Linked DNA regions of Danio rerio: region 2 is linked to region 1. The links are chromatin contacts, called in public Micro-C maps. All regions are on one chromosome and are shown on one strand. Each heading gives the region's core, a stretch centred on a gene start, on an enhancer-like site or on the middle of the called end of the contact. The rest is flanking DNA. Distances are from core to core; before and after follow the strand shown. Region 1 has its middle 21 kb from the start of rps15a. Region 2 holds the start of tmc5 (transmembrane channel like 5).

Region 1 (2,700 bases), core at 156-2,655:
TGAAGCAGAAAAATGACACCGCTCAGCACAAATGTATTGGAGCAAGGAGCAAATGTGACCCTGGAACAAAAAACAAGTCATCATAGGTGTTTTTAAATTTGAGACTAATAAATCATAAGATTGAATGAATAAATTTTCATTGATGTATGGTTTGTTGAGGACAATATTTGGCTGAGATGCAACTATTTGAAAATCTAAGGGTTTAAAAAATTAAAATATTAAGATTCTGTTTAAATGTACACAACCTGAAAAAAGTATAGTCATCTATCTAAGTTTTAGGAGCAAAAAATAATAACCTCTAGGTGATCGTTTGGTATCAGAAGTGGCTTATATGAAAGACAAAGACATCTAGTTTACGCTTACTTTACCAAAATAAAATATGATCAAATCTTGATTTTTAATTATTTATTAGGACAGTAACGTCTGACTTTGCATAGTCAAAAGTCTTGTCACTTAACAGAAATAATGTACAGTATAGAATATAAAGTCATGGTGCAGTGGTAAAAAAATAATATTGTGTATGACTCCCCTAAGCTTGGAGGACTGCATCCATACATCTCTGCAATGACTCAAATAACCTATTAATAAAGTCATCTGGAATGGCAAAGAAAGTGTTCTTGCAGGACTCCCGGAGTTCATCATGATTAATTGAATTAATCTTCAATGTCTCCTTTATCTTACCCCAGACATGCTCAATGTTCATGTCTGGTCACTGGGCTGGCCAATCCTGGAGCACCTTGACCTTCTTTGCTTTAGGAACCATGATGTGGAGGCTGAAGTATGAGACGGAGCACTATCCTGTTGAAGAATTTGCCCTTTCCTGGGGTTTGTAATGTAATGGGCAGCACAAATGTCTTGATATGCAGGTTGCTGATGTTGCCATCCACTCTGCAGATCTCTCGCACGCCCACATACTGAATGTAACCCCAAACTAAAATTTTCCTTCACCAAACTTGACTGATTTCTGTGAGAATCTTGGGTCCATGTGGGTTCCAATAGATCTTCTGCAGTATTTGTTATGTTTGGGATGCAGTTCAACAGATGAGCCATCTGAAAAATTTACCTTCTGCCAATTTTCCAACTAGAAGTGTTTGTTGCTCGTACAACTGGAATTGATGACATTTGTCAGGTAGTGTAGTGCTTAGAAATGAAATTTACAAAATGTCTTCATTAGACATGCTCTTTGCTTAGTATTGTAGTGATTTTGGCATCAAAATAATCTACAATTTTTACTTTTTTTTGGTAAGATTTTGTATTTGAGGTTCACATATATGTTTTTCAAACATCTTTTATACTTGGCAAAAGTACAAAGAAAACAGAAAGATACACAAGTACAGCTAGTACATTCATTCAAACACTCTGCAAACACCCGTTTTCTGTTTATCCAAAGAGTGCAGTTCTTTAGCTGAGAACTTGGGGGCAGTAGCGGCCTTCCTATTAATATCTACAGTGTAATAGGCCAACTCATGTATCATTGCTCTCTTGCTATGTTTGAAAGGCTTAAAACCCCAATTAAGATTGGTCCGGCTGATAACAGAATTAGCTTTGTAACGTCGGAAATGGTCCAAAGTGAGTCTTGAAAGTGTTGATCAAATGTTTGCCTTATCAAACCATCTGCTGCTCTTAGATTCGGATGAATAAATACATAGTGATTAATAAAATGTCAATCAGGTGACCCCAGGTATCTGTACTAATCGCTGTGTCGCTAGGAAACTGCATCCTGCCCTATGTGTCGCTGAGGGTGGAACAGATCTAAGGGTTGTGCAAGTGTGTAACTTATATATAAGCATATTTCAGGAATGGATGACCATAAGCAGACAATAAGCTGGTCATTATTGCAGAATTACACCCTGAAGAGGTCTTGTATTACCCTGCAGGAGTTTATTTTGAGACAATTACTGTACATAATCTCTTATCGCTAGAGTTCTGGTGATGGAGTTTGAGGTTTAATGTCTCATTTATGTGGAGCTCTGCGCATTCTTGCTGATGGAATGTGGTAAAATATTCTCACAAGTTATCAAGTGGAGTCTATTCAGCTGAGCTACAATGCCACTACCGATCTTACAGCGCAAAACACAGATTTCTGAATGACTCACTAGTATGAGCTGGTTGTTTTGAAGTGAGTCAGGGAAAAAAAAGATGCATAGATGAATGTTTTTGTCAGTGAGTGCTCATCTTCCAATTCCCCCAACACTCTTTTTCTTATATTATTGAGGGGGTGGGGGTGTGGTATATGCTACTAATAAATGGCCATTTTACATGTATATTGCTCAAGTACATTTTTTGCTAGTGTGGCAAAAAGAAATTAATGTCTTTCGTTTTTTTTTTTCATATTGAAATGTATATAACTCTTTCAAATTAATGTGGAATATTTTTACAAGGGTGCTTGGTTATTCCATGGGTGCTTGGGCACTGAAAAGCCAGAGCTCTCCTTTGGGAATTACTGTATACCCTATTACCAGTAGTGTAGTGATGTACAGAAAGCAAAAATAAATAAATAAAAATAAAAAGTTTATTGTGCAGCCCTAATGTGAACTTAATTCATTTGTGGAATAACAGTAGACCTAAATGTGATTTTGATGCTAATATGATTGGATTTTGCACTAAAAATGTGGGCTGGTTAAAAAGGTTGATCATGTAAAAGCAAACGAAAGCAGTTTGTTTATGTTAAGGGTTGAACTTCATACAAATCAACAGCAT
Region 2 (2,775 bases), core at 146-2,645, 370 kb after region 1:
AAACAATATTTATAAAGTATAATATACTTTATATATGGTTAAAATACACTATAATATAGACTATACATTACTTTAATGCTTTTTTTGTGTGGGGTGATGATGCTTTCTACATACCACATTGGTAATATAGAAAATGATGACAACTTTTTGTGACCCATTTAATAATTATAAAAATCTAGGTAGACACAAGATGATGTACAAATATCATTAATAACAGTGGAATGAACTTTAACCATGTCACGTATGCCCAGTGGCGTAGCGCAAAATGCGTGGGCCCTCCTGCAGGGGTTACTAAAGGGGATTGGACATTTAGGTCCTCAAAACTTGTGATTAAAGATCTTCAAACTAACAGATTTTAACCATCCAGAGAACAAAATCTAAACAAAGATTTGCGATGCCACCTCCAAAAATAATAATAATAAAACAGAATAATCTTCCTTAAAGCTTCTCTCTCTCATAACACTGTTGAAAGACACCTGAAAGCCTATTTCACATCCCTTGCTATAAAGTCTGTAACTACAGAATATCGAGCCATTGATTCTCTACTCATATTTTATTGTATGTGCTAATATTGTTGTGTTTACACTTTATAGGTTTAGTTAAGTACAGCACTTTGGTCTATGCTCTGTTGTTTAGTGCTATAAAAATGAATAAATGAAATTACATTTCCCCCTAGTTCCCCCTCACAGAAAAAGATTAAGCCTGTAATCTCAGACTAAAATGTTAGTCTGAACTGTTTCAAATGCAAGAAACCTGCCATTACTGATCTGAAAATATGTCAGTGTGTTTGTTTTGTCTCAAGATAGACACCAGAAATGTGTTTTATAAGGCACATTTAAAAATAAATACATAAATAACCTATGGACTAATTTAACTGTGGCTTAAGCCTGGCTTTGTCTCTGTCTTTAAAACCAGGTCATTATGACTGAACATATTCACTACAATTTGTGTTCAAAATCCCAAAATCAGATGTTAAAACTTTCGAAAAAAAAAGCAAAATGATGATAAACCAACCCCACAGAGGAGAAATGGAAATAAGAGCAGGTCAAAGCACAGATCCGTGGTTAAGCTGCCGAAACATTTACGCTTTTATTATGTGCTTACTGCAACAATCTTATCTTTCTGCCAAGAATGATAATTCATTCCAGCCGTCCATCAAATAAACAGAAGATGATTATGTCGTCATTATATTGCTGCTGACGAGCTGGAAGACAGTTAATGAATAACTAATGAATACCTTTTTAAATGTAATACAACACCAAACCACAGAGTTCCTCCTGCGCGGCATTGGCCAGTGAAACCTGTCACCGGGACAACAGGACACAAAGATAAAATGAGATACAGCCCACTTGTACCTTGTATCCTACAATTAAACCACAACTTCCTTGTTCCTTCAGTCTAGTGAGCCCAGCAAACACCGCAGTCTGTTATTCCTGGAGCGCCTATGCACACAATGTAATGTTTAAAGTCTATTTATTTATTCTCTGCCAGGACAACTCTATGATCTGAAAAGCAGGATGAGGAGGATGAGTGTCTACCCACAACATGGCACAGCTCTGGAAAACCTGGGACTTACGGCACATGAAATCCAGCAGGAAGTTGAAAACAGTAGGTCATGTTTGTTAGAATCAGATCGTCTTTGCTAAATCAGTAATATATACTGTAATATAAAGCATTTGAAAATGATCCAGTATAGCCTGGCTCTACTAGGTATGAGTTTTATTTTGGGTATTTAATTTGATATTTGTTTTATTCTTTATAAGGTCTGATAAGATTTCCTCACATTTCAATAGAAAATATTGACATATAGTGTACTTTAAACTATTATTATTATTATTATTATTATTATTATTATTATTATTATTATTATTATAATAATTGTTGTTGCTTTTTAGAAAACGACAGTTGGTCAAAAAATTATGAAAATCAGGGTAATAGTAACCCTAAATAAAGTTATTTCATATTGCTTTCTTAACTTCTGAATTTTTTATATTAATAATGTGATATCTAAAAGCAATGTAATCACATCTGAAAAAAGACCATTTGTCATTCTATGCTCTACAATAAGAAAAAATGTCACCAAAATAATGTGTGTGTGTGTGTGTGTGTGTGTGTGTGTGTGTGTGTGTGTGTGTGTGTGTGTGTGTGTGTGTGTGTGTGCGTGTGTCATATCAGGACACAAATCTGTATAATGACATGGGTATGACACAGATATTACAAAAAGGAGGTGAAATATGGAAATATGAGGACATTGGTGACGTCCTCATTTCTCAAAATGCTTATAAATCCAACAGAATGAGTTTAATCAGAGAGTAAAGCTGCACACAGTTTCTTGTGATGGTTGGGTTTAGTGGTGGGGTGGGGTGAGGGCAATATAATATACGGTTTGGACAGTATAAAATGAATGGAAACCTATGTAATGTCCCCACTTTTAACAAAAACAAACATGTGTGTGTGTGTGTTTTCCTCAACCATAGAACTATGAATTATAGATATTTTACACATTTTAGACCCGTAGCTAGCTTGGTAAAAGGGTGATTCTTTTTTCTCAAAATTGTGGACTTTTTTAGTTATTTGCCTCATTTTCTATTTAATTATGAGATTTTAATACTGAATTTACATCACATTTTAAGCACTGTTTTTGCTAAATAGTAAAATATTTAATAAATATTTAGAATAAAGAAATATGACAAATATATATATATATATATATATATATTTTTTTTAAATATATATCACATATATCATTAGAAAAAAAAACTTTTAAATTACAAA

The links. A called contact is a pair of places that touch in the nucleus more often than the background predicts.
Region 2: a contact with region 1 is called in a Micro-C map of caudal fin, with 8 times the contacts expected there. The contact joins the promoter of tmc5 here to the enhancer-like site in region 1. A contact is called at or near these places in 6 of 18 Hi-C or Micro-C datasets (caudal fin, embryo, fibroblasts and 1 more) and 1 of 4 datasets of contacts at active chromatin or transcription factors (caudal fin).

What each region holds. Positions count from the first base shown.
Region 1 is chr3:25,102,641-25,105,340 of GRCz12tu, forward strand. No RefSeq gene overlaps it. Among named protein-coding and RNA genes, the nearest start is that of rps15a, 21 kb to the left of the region's middle. Within about 2 kb of position 1,406, at least 18 of the 62 cell types and tissues checked have an H3K27ac peak or open chromatin away from gene starts, as enhancers often do.
Region 2 is chr3:25,472,724-25,475,498 of GRCz12tu, forward strand. tmc5 (transmembrane channel like 5) reads left to right here and starts at 1,396. Exons shown (of 18, transcript XM_005163920.5): 1 at 1,396-1,608. The coding sequence starts at 1,518.